Regions from separate parts of the Mus musculus genome. Here region 1 is linked to region 2. Evidence: chromatin contacts called from public Hi-C data. All regions are on one chromosome and are shown on one strand. The core of a region is the stretch at or near the end of the contact, and the rest is flanking DNA. Distances in the headings are between cores, read along the strand shown. Region 1 overlaps Hpse2 (heparanase 2). Region 2 overlaps Hpse2 (heparanase 2).

Region 1 (5,748 bases), core at 1,475-3,974, 110 kb before region 2:
AAGAAAAGAAAAGAAGAAAGAAAAATGAAGAGTAGAGATCTGTATGGAGGTCTCCTGGCTTTGTGGGCGAGGCTGTTTGAGACCTTGAGTCCTCACAGTCTTTATCCTTTTCCTCTGTTAAGAGAGGGACAATGTGCTTTAGCACCGCTTTTGTCCTCTTCTCTCTGCTTATGTTTGTTTGTTTGTTTTTAATATTTATCACCCAGTGAAATCACATCATGCTAAAGGCAACACCGTCCTTCAGCTGTATACAGAGAGGAATCGGCACGTTTGCAATCCAATCAGTGCTGAAAGAAAGGGTCATGGATTGTGAAACACTTTGGTGTGAAAGGCAGGATTCTTGGATTTGCTTTGCCTGGGCTCATTCAATCCAGGCATGCAGCAGCCTTGTGTTCCACATGAACAAAGTCTAGAGGGCCTAAAACTTATCTGAGTCACAGAGCCAGGAAGAGGCAGGCCTGGTACGTGCAGGGATTCCCTTCGTGACAGGGCTAAAGCCCCCGTGCAATATGAAAACTTTGTTATTTTTGTAACAGCACACTGAGACCTGGTCAGAGAGGTTAAGTGGCATCGGCAGGGTCACAGAACTAATAAGCAGGTAAGCCAGGGCTGTCGCTGACTGCCTCCTCCTATTTCATGTTGTCTGCCTGAGTTTCGGGTGGTGCTCGCCAGATCTCATTTCTTTCTTTGCCGTTCTTATCATCCTGTCTTTATCACCATCTTCCTCCATGGGTCATGACTTTTCAACAGAACACTAAGTGGCCCAGCCAAAGCTGAGCTATCTCTCTTAGATTCCCAGTTTCCGTGAATTGCCGAGGGTATCTAAACTATCCAAATATTGGGACAACTGTGTTTTATTGCCTTTTGTTTTTACAGAGTTTGAGTTACTTTCCAATTTCTAAACCTGTTTTCTCAGTTTTATGTGTTAATTGAAATGGGATTCTATGTGTCAATTCAGAGTCAAGCCCTCTGACCCTCCAGTTCTTCGTGGGAGCATCGTGGCCCGGCCACTCCACCCCCATTGCTTGCCTGCAATGTCTGCTCCTCACGTCTTATGGTTCTCAGTAGTCATGAGCGTCTAAGTAGGGGTCTGACTCTTCTTAGGTCCCAGGATAGAACGTCTAACGACCGTATCCTTTTGCAACCTTGTCTCTCTCTGTGTCTGCGCATGCTTTTATGGGGTTGTTTTTAACAGAAGCACACTCCGGAGCTGGTGTCTGGTTTTGACTGGCATTTTGGGGGGCCTTGAAGGGAAGATGAAAAAGACCTCAGATCTACCTTAGACACTGAGTTTAGGTTTCTCCAGAGGATGGAGTAACAGATAGATCGGATGAACCTGAGGTCTCCTTTGTCCTGTTTGTCAGCCAGGCTGCCCAGACCTAACAGCTAGCCTAAGGCAAAGTTCACTATTTAATTTAGAATGATCCTGAACAAACAGAAATCTGAGCGTGCCATTCACCTGTCTAAACGTTCACTGGCTTCTAGAACATCATCTGCATTCCCCGAAGCCCGCCCTTTTATCAACACCTCCAGCTCCTTAGAGGCTCATTCTAACTTCCGCCCTTTCTAGTCCCTGTCTACCACTTCCTTCGCCCTGTGCTGCAACTTCTCTGGTTAGTTTTTCTAATCTCAGGGCTCTTCTGTCTTTGCTGTTTCCATTGTCTGGAACTTCCTCCACATGCTGCTGTGTCTTCTTTAAAGACTGATTTTCAATTTTTGCGTGCATGGAGGGGGTGATATTTACACACTAATGCAGCCCCTATGGAGGCCAGAAGAGGGCATTGGAGTCCCCGGAGCCAGGGCTACAGGAGATTGGAAACTACTCAGCGTGCGTGCTGGGAATCAAACTGGGTCCTCTGCAAGAACAGAACCTGTTCTTAACTGCTGAATTCTCTCTCCAGCCCCTGACTCTTTTCTTGATGGTCTTGCTTGTTCTTTATATCATGTACAAGTGCCCCTCGAAAGTGTCCCATAATTCCTTGCACTTCTTGGGCCTGGACTTGGATTGTAAAATTCTGTCTGCTTGTCCTCACCCCTGATAGGAGGGCTGATGACCATCACGTTCTTTATTCTCTTATCTATCCACATCTGATACAGCTTATATTACAAGAAACATTAAAGTCAGAACTACAATTGAGAAGGGGGGACAACAGACCGCAAGTCCAGAAGCTGAATTCTGTCTAGATTTCAGACATTAAACGTGTCGGTCTAGATAGGTTTCCGGTCACTTCCCGTAGGCTTCTAGATTGTAAATAATGCGACTGACAGCAAGAGAGGAGTAGGGTCAGGAGACAGAACAAATAAGAATTTTATGTGTTAATGTGCACAGTTGCTCTCTCCTAGCCCGACGCTAATTTTCGGCCACTAGGGGGCACTCTTGTTCTATACAACAGCGAGGGGAGCGTCAGACTGCAGGGTTGCTCCCAGGAAGCCGAACTAGTCCTCTAGTCCCTGCTGTCCTCACCCCATCTCCCCAAGGCCGGGAGGTGTACCTAGCGCTTAGTGTGTCAAAGAAACAAATCTTAGTATCAATCAAACCCAAACCCAAACTGCACTGTGGCCCCCTTGGCAGGGGCTCCGTCTGGAGTGGGGCCCAATTTTAAGGAAGAGCGCGAAGCAGGGATGCAGTTCCTGGGCGGTGAGAGCTTCCCAGCCGGATTGCCTAGGGGGATCCCGCCGCAGGTGCGGAGTCGCTGGCCCCGGCGCCAGGCTCTCCCGGGTTCTGGGTCCCCCGCCGCCCCCGGCCGCACCTGTTAGTGCAGCTTCCTGAGCTGGGCTGGGAAACTGGTGTGTGCAGCTGCCCTGCCCTCCTCCAGGTCAGGCCCAGGTTAGAGTCGGAGGGGCCCAGCCAGGTTTCAGGACCGTGGGTTTGCGTCCCTTCTGCTCTAGGAGAGGCAGAGGAAAGGAAATTCCTTTCACATGGCCCTGAGTAATGCCGATGCATCGGTGATGGTGGCCAAGGCTTCATGAGTTTTCTTATGATTCTTTTGATTCAGGCAAGGCTCTGGATCCCCTCGGAGCGCTCCTATTTCTCAATGATCTTTTTTTCAATTGCGACCTAACGCTTCCTTCCCTAGGCTCCCTTCCTTTCTTCATCCTCAGTAGTTCGTACTTAGCTGTCTGGCTTTTTCCTCCCACAGCAGTTCAGGAACGGGACTGGCTGGGCTGCTACAGAGAGGAGACCAGAAGAGACAGGAAAGACTGGGAAGAAAACGTCCCGTCCCGTTCCCCTCAATCCTCTGGGGTGAAGCTTTACTGCTTGAAGCTCATCCAACTCTGCATCCTGCCCATGAAGGGCACACCGAGGGTCTGAACGGCTTTGATCTAGCTTTTCCAAATGCCTACTAGCACTGTTTCACGTGGCACAGGGGAAGCTCACAGGTTCAGTGCCAGGGATATAGATGGACTTTTTCTGTATGTAGCAGATTGGGGGGGGCATGATTTGAATGGTGTCCCATCTAAATCTGCACAACCGGATTCCACCATGTGCATCCAATGCCTTAAAATAACTTAGCACACATGGCAGACAAGATGAGCACCCAGCTAAGGAACCTAGATTTTTACTGATATTGCTGACTTCCACCTGGTGAGAGACTCATCTGGGGGGCAGTTTTAAAAGAAAATTTAATCCTGCAACCATCTCAAAGCTCCATGTCATAGGCATATCACACTCAAACCACAGGACACAATTGAAACCAGAAACAGAAACTACAGCGCCATGACTCCACAGCTAACTGTGTCTTATTCTCATTGTAAAGAGCAGTTGCCACAGTCACCAAGTGGTAATTAAGGGGAATTACTCATATCTGCATGGTTCGCTGTGATGTAAAGTTAATTACAACAGACTTAGGCTTTGCCCACCAAGCCAAAAAAGTCACTAGAGCATGCAAATGTGTGGCCAAACACACTGTAATAAACACATTATATAGAAAAACACAAATCGAAGGAAAATCAAATTTAGCCCGGATTTCAACAGTTTCTGTGGTCTAGTGCTAGTGTATCTTTGTGGCCTTTCTCCTCACCCCACAGGCGTCCCATATTCTAGTCCTTTGTGAGATTTGCCACCTCCAGGGCAAAATGAGCCTTGAACTTGTGTACTTCCAAACCTCTGTAAGCTTATCTTGCAGCCTCAAATGGCCTCCCATACTACAAGCCTTTCCTCGAAGCATGGCTTTCTGGGTAAACATAGTGGCTTTAGACTTTTCCAGATCCCAAGCCAGAGCTCTCTCCTTTCCTCCGGCTTCCAGGCTCCTGTGTTGTTCTTAGAGTCCTTTCTGTCTCAGAGGTAATGCATCCGTTGTGGAGACCGAGGCATCTTTCCCCAGCCCTACTTGTGTGAAGCAGGTAGAGGCAGTGTGGGGCAAGAAAATTCCCTGTATGGCAGAGTGCAAGTAGTGTGGAGAGTTTTTCCAAATATAAGTATAAGTTAATCTATAAGCCACACTTGAAGTAGGCTGATGACTTTATGGTCATGGCTCCCTGGATACTTCTTGAAATCCATTAAAGCAAGTAGAGAAATATCTCCATTTTATTGGCTTTTGACAGTGCTCTGTGTATCACATCAGCACTCTGTATGACCTTCTGAGGAAAAAGAATAAGATGTTCTATAGATGTCAAAGGGCAATATGTGCCATAACTCTCAGCCATTCAGGTAAACAGAAGCATGGAAGGTGTGGTCTTCAGTGGTTGCTGGTGTTTGGCAGCCAGGAGACAGGTTTGTGCTGTAGGCTCTGTAGGTGGAATAGACCACCTCTTGACTCCAAGAAACATGGGTTCAGGACTCAAGCCCATCAGCAGGAATGAACAGGAGTAGAACTTGTCACCTCCTAAAGGTGACACATTTACATCACCAAACCACAAAGAAGACGAGGGCTGGCTCTTCTCAGTCTATCATGAACCACCTACATACTTAGCTTTCCTGCCCTTAGTTTTCGAGCCAGCCATTCAGGGCCATGTTGGCCACACCATGAAAAAACCATCCTACGGGAAGGACAGAAATCCCTGCCACGTCAGTGTGAGGGGACAGGCCCGAGCCATGATGGGCAGCTATGCAGAAAGTCTGCAGCTGTTGAAAGTGAGCTGGAAGGAAGTACACTCTGGAGCTAAGAACAAACGGGAGGCTCTCAGAAAGCAACAGTGAAAACCGTGGATCCGCAAACATCTTGGTTTAAGATGTCAAGTCACTGTAAAATAGAAAAATCATTTCATAATCCTATAATCTGCACATTACTAATCTGGGATTTAAAACAAAGCAAACAATAAAGCTTTGAGAGGCCAGCTCTCAGCCTTTTACTCAGGCATGAGAATTCCCACAGGCTTAGGGCACGTTCACACCTTTGGCAAAATGGCCTGGTGCCTGGATGGGGAAATCAAAGATGTGAATCATCTGGGACCCGTGTTCCAGGGTTTATGGAAGGCCAATCCTTCCCAACTTTGGTCACATATTTGAATCACCTAGGGAGCTTTAAGAATTGCTTCAGCCCAGAGATTTGGGTTAATTGCTCTGGGGTGTGGTGTGGGCACTGGGGTTTGAAAGCCAATAGCTGTTCAAAGTGCAGCCAGGGTGAAGCAGCACCAGGGTGAGAAGGGATGGAGACATTTGCAGCTGGGGTGAGGGGAATCAAGTAACCCTCTGGCTGTCACCGTCTGAGTTTACTTTGGATAAAAGGTGCCTTCTTGACTCTTTTGCAATGCCATGAAAGGAGGCCATGGTTTTTAACCCAGGATACATGAATTCTTCTAAAAGGA
Region 2 (5,542 bases), core at 2,451-4,950:
TTTGGTGGTGGTGGTGGTGGCTGTGGGAGCTCTCTAAATCAGTTATTAAAGTTTGAACTAGGTTACCAGCAGGAAAAAATAAACCTAAAGGGCCTTTAGGGTAAAGAGTCTTCGCACTAATTCAGTGTTCAGTGTACTATGTAGCTTTCCCTGCTGAGCGTACGTCGTGTTGATATTTCACAGACTTTGGTTTTGAGTGGCCATGACATTGAGAAGTGGTCTCTTGTGAATGAGAAGAGTCACATAGGAAGTAGGCAGTTTAAGTGACTTCTTAGGCTCCATAACCACACCCTCCACAGCCTCCATTCCACTAATTCTAATGTCTAGAATAAGTGAAAACATTGTATTTTGTTCAGTCCTTGCTGTGCTTAAAACCAAATCTGAGATGAATTAAGATAATGCCAAGAGTTCAAAGTTAGTGACAGAAGTATTTGATGGCTGTGATAGAGTTCTGAGAATTTATAAATTGTGGGGTATACTTAAATAACTCAAAACCAGAATTTATATTTACTTCTTTTCCCACATTTTTATTACCATTTCTTTAATCACCTTTCTGCCCTTTTTTTTTTTTTTGGTTTTTCGAGACAGGGTTTCTCTGTATAGCTCTGGCTGTCCTGGAACTCACTTTGTAGCCAGGCTGGCCTCGAACTCAGAAATCCACCTGCCTCTGCCTCCCAAGTGCTGGGATTAAAGGCGTGTGCCACCACGCCCAGCTCTGCCCTAATTTTTATGCATGTATGTACATGCATGCATGTGTGCATATGAATATTCATGTGTATGCGCGTGTGCATATGTGTGTGCTGAGTGCTGAATCCGGAGATGTTCTATTTTTAGAAAGAATTTTCACTTAAAACTAATATATACTAAATCACAGAAACAGACTTAAGAGAAGGACACGTTGTCTTTGGTTCTAACAGTCAGTAATCAGGAACTTCTTGTTGGTTCCAGAATTGCTGTCTGTCATAAATACAGCAGTGTCTTTGGTGAAATAACCTTAAGTTTGTCTGTCTGTGACACTCACCAGAAAGCCTTCTAACCCTCTAAAGGGTATTTATCCCTTCCCCCACCCCCTCTATATCTTTCTTTGTTTCCTCTCTCTTTCTGGTCTGGGTAAGCTGAGCAGCTTAGGCAAGATCTGGCTCTTCTCTGTCCTGAGCCGACCTTGCTCATCTTCACATGCAGGCTGTTTCCCAGGAGCACAGCATGTCCTGAGCTCAGACACAGTGATGCCGCGGTCACTTCTCTCTGATTTACTTAGGTTGCTACACAGTCTACAGGAGCTGTGATCTCCAGTATTGCAATCTGGGACAATATAAATGGCCGATGGCAGAGTGAGATTCTCAATTCTTGCTACTCAGTGATTTACATAATATGCCACCATTAGCACTTTGATGTGACATCTTATGGTTTCCAGGTTTTACTGGGCCATGCATAAACACTACATGAAGGTGTTAGATTCAGCACTGAAGCCCTGTCAAGGCCTTGATTGCTTTCACTGGGAAAGTTAGGCAGCATCTTTGCAGGAGGGAAAATATAGAATATTTAGTTTGCTATCTTTAGCTATCTGCAGTCAATTCTTCTCAAATTCAGGAACTGCAGCTTTCCTTTTTCTTCATTTAGTTTTCTGGCAATTTAATTTTTAAAAATTTACATTTCATATTTTATCCATCATTACTTGAATCCATTTCCATAGATCTATACAAATATTCAAAGATTCTCAGTTATGTTCGTGTTATTGTTAAGAATTATTATTGTGGCTTTCACTTTTATATCTTACAAAGTCACTTCATAAACAAAAGCCATTGACAGGCTCATGTGACTAGAAAATCACAGTGCTGCATTTGAGCCTCATCTGCTCCACACTCAGAGCTGTTTGTACATCCCAGAGGGGTGAGCTGTTACAAACACTAGTGTGTGTTGTTGACATACTGTGCATATTGCTCAAGTCGATAAATAGAAAAAAGATGAGGGAAGGCAGAATAATAATCAGAGAAGCTTTTTGCAAAGGCATCAATGGCTAAGTGCGGCCTGCCTGGTCAGACAAGGCTCTGAGCTCAAAGCCTGGGCTAAGAGACACAGAGGAGAAAAGAAGCGAGTCCTGTTCACTGGGCATGCAGCCCAGTGCTCTGGCCATGGACGGAGGCAGCCTGGGTTCCAGCGATTGATCCCACAGCCAAGGCTGCCCTTCTCTCAGCAGCAGTAGGCTCCCACAAAGAAGGCTACACATGGAAAAGTCTTTGTTAGGGCCCCTAATGACAGGATTGAATTTCACATCACAGCTATCCCTAAACAGGTACACTTGGATTCTTTCATGTTCCTGATGGATCCCACGGGAAAGAAAAGAGAGAGAAGAAAGGTCACACTAAGAAACAGGTCATAGGCTAGTGTGTCTGGGTTTGCTCCTCCCCTGCCACACCACCCCCAGGTTCTTAGCTTTTGAGTTCTTCAATTTCACACACCCTGTGTGGCCATGGGACAGCAATGGGAAAAACTTGCTGGTGATAATTATTCATAATCCATCTACCATGACTCACTGGAAATCGAGTGCTTCTGTATATGTTACTGCTTGTGTTTGGATGCTCTTCCCCCAGCCCAAACGGGCCACTTGCTGAGGATCTCCCAAAACCCTTCCTGGGTATCCTTGCTGCCTCCATCAGTCAGACTTTTGTTTTCTTTCCTATCCTTTAAAATGGCTTTTGCCATGGTCCCTTTTAATCTATTTAACATCTGTTTGTATCTGTGGTGCCAGCTTCTTAAAGTCAGACTGTGCTGCCTCCAGCACAGCGTTCAGCAATATGACGAGTGTGATATGTGATATGTGATATGACGAGTGTGATAAGTCCCCGGGAGTAAATGGAACATACAGAGGTGGGGATTGATATTAACTTGGATATTTTAAAGGCAGACTTTAATTCAGCCACAATCGTTAAAAATAAAGAACTCCTTTTTCAGATTAAAAAAAAAAGCAGTATTATTGATTACAGCAACAAGAGGTCTACAAAGAAGGAATAAAATGTGCGGGCAATTGTCTCGCTCTGAGATATAGTCCCATCCAATAATTTTCCATACTTCATGTAAATGCAAAATCAAAATTGTATGCTTTAAATGATTCTCTAAAGTATACTGACAATGACTTGTGGAGGTTCACAGGTGAGGTAGTTTATCCTCACTTCAGCTCAATCAAAGGGAAGCCAGAACCCAAAGACACACTTCATTAATGGTAGAGCTCGGACCCACCAATCTTGTCTCAGGCCTAGGCTGTGCTGCTCCCGGGCTGGGTGGTTCAAGTCTCAGTGTATCCAGCGGCACTGGGGTGTGGGTTTGTGATGAGGTCTTTCTCCTGAAGAAAGGCTACCCTGAGCGGATCCCGTGTTTGCATCTAAGCCATGCTGTGCCTAGGGGTAACCATCTCCAGCATCTTAAAAGGGGAAAAAGAAAGATGGGTTCCTTAACAAAAAGCGTGTTCTTAGAATTAAATGACAGGCTAGCCAAGTATGCCAGACTGGCAATAGTAAAAGGCAGAGCTTCATTCCAAAAGCTAAATGACATCTGAACAGTGACCGTTTGGCTCTGAATATGTTGCTATGGTGACTGCAACCATAGGTTTAATTTCATTATAGGATTCTGAGCAGTGCTCTAACCCATGACTGACAATTATACTCCAGAACAATGTAGACAGAGAGTGCTCTACCGATGTGCACAGGGCTGTCAAGTATTTGCTGTTACTCATCAGGATAATAAGCAGAGATGAGTGCTGCTAGCACACAGCTGCCCCACTATGGCCAGGTTGGACATGTTACACGCCTGATAGAGCTCTTTACACTGGTCTCTAAGCAAGACTGAGCTGTAGTCTCGCAAACACACAGTGGGTTACTAACTCTGCAGATGGGAGACCATGTCTTATTTATATGTATATCCACACAATGGTGATAGAACTCCGAGCTCACTTTTCTAAATTGAATTATATCTGTGTGAAGACTCCTTTTGCTGTCCTAGCGTGGGAGCTAGGAAGATGCTGACTAGTAATTCCCCATTCCTCTCCCTGAAAGCTCTGTAAATCACACTTAAAAAAAGCAACAAGCTGAATTCCAAAACCCTCTTGGAGGAGAAGTGCCCGGGCTGGTGGGTCTGGCCTCTGTCCACTGAATGTACACAAACACCGGCTACTCCCGAGGGAGCTCACAACCGATTGCTTAGCTGTGGAGACTCACTTGTCCCTTCTTTCCCAGTGGCAGGTCATCAGGGGAAAGGGCGGAGCCTGTGACAACACATGGGCATGGCGTAACTAACATGTGCTCTTTTCCTCAGGAAGACAGGCTCACGGCAGAAGGAGGTGCCACTTTGCTAGCAGAAAGCTACAGAGGAACAAGGGATGTGGCTGAAAAGTTATTTCCTGAGCAAAACAGCAGAGTAGAACCATTCTCATTCTGCTCCTCGCCTTCCCCCTTTCCCTTCTTCACCCCACCTTTTTGAACTTTTGTTGTAAAAGAGAAGACTTCAGGTCCAGCAGAAACGGACCCACAGATACAGAGATGCCCCTAGGTGCTGTCCTCAAGTCCTCCTCCATTATCATCAGCTCTCACCATCATCAGTGTCAGAGTGGAGCCTTCACACTTGGTGACCTTCCATCAGTGACATGGAAAGTCCACACTTCACAGTAGGGTTTATCTGTGGTGCCCATTCTGTGGTTTGGGATTGGCACAGAAGCAACCCACTGTTTAGTATCATTCAGAATAGTTTCCCTGCCCTAAAATCTTCTGTTTCTCTCCCTCACCCTAACTCCTAGAAACCATGTTCACAGTGCTGTCCTATCCTGCTATTGTCTCTTACCTTTGACAGGTACTACTGGAACAGGCCTGCCAGAGCGGGACAGTGGAAAGGTGAAAAGTTAAAGACAAGGGGGAAGGGTGGTGTGGGACGTGGCCTGAGGGGCCCTGAGGCCCAGAGGCTTGCCATCTCTGGATTTACTCAAGAGCACCAGCAAAGCAGAAAAAATTTGCTAATAAGATTCTTTCCTGAAATATACTAAGTTGGGTTTGAATGAATGGGAGTACAAAAACCATATTTTTCCGGGAGAAACTCAAGTACAATTAAGTAGAGCTCTAATCTCTTAAACTCTCCTGAAGAAGCAGCATGGTACAAAGCCCACAGGTTGTTACTGGCATTGTTTAGCTATCAGTTCCACAGCTGTCTGACATGGTGACCAATATGATCCTCAAGTCCAGCTCCATTCCCCATCTTTGGGCCCAGTCAGCAATTCTGGCCTGTCTTGTAAATTCTTTCCAGGGGACACTAGGACACTCTCGCAGCTGTGGAGTTTTCTACTTATAAGGTACAGCATTTGCTATGAGGCGAGATAAAGAAGGAGCTTGCTACCTTGTGAGCGCTTTTACATATGCTTTCCTTATCACAGCCTCATGTCTCTGGACCTGCAGCTGCCCCGCTCACTTGGGCCTTTGTGCTGCATCCCTGGACACAGTTAAGGGATCTTAGAGGCTTATGTGAGCTCTGGGGCCATCAGGTGTCAGCTGAGGATTTCTGT

The links. A called contact is a pair of places that touch in the nucleus more often than the background predicts.
Region 1: a contact with region 2 is called in a Hi-C map of the N1E-115 cell line, with 13 times the contacts expected there. The contact joins two enhancer-like sites. A contact is called at or near these places in 11 of 484 Hi-C or Micro-C datasets (the N1E-115 cell line, cerebral cortex, cortical neurons and 6 more), 4 of 115 datasets of contacts at active chromatin or transcription factors (cardiomyocytes, embryonic stem cells and stem cell-derived neural progenitor cells) and 1 of 9 other capture datasets (embryonic stem cells).

Annotation. Positions count from the first base shown.
Region 1 is chr19:42,792,712-42,798,459 of GRCm38.p6, forward strand. The region is part of intron 11 of Hpse2 (heparanase 2); the gene reads right to left. Among named protein-coding and RNA genes, the nearest start is that of Hps1, 16 kb to the left of the region's middle. Within about 2 kb of position 2,725, at least 57 of the 459 cell types and tissues checked have an H3K27ac peak or open chromatin away from gene starts, as enhancers often do. A contact at or near this core is called in the N1E-115 cell line, where this site is marked.
Region 2 is chr19:42,900,716-42,906,257 of GRCm38.p6, forward strand. The region is part of intron 9 of Hpse2 (heparanase 2); the gene reads right to left. Among named protein-coding and RNA genes, the nearest start is that of Hps1, 120 kb to the left of the region's middle. Within about 2 kb of position 3,701, at least 12 of the 459 cell types and tissues checked have an H3K27ac peak or open chromatin away from gene starts, as enhancers often do. A contact at or near this core is called in the N1E-115 cell line, where this site is marked.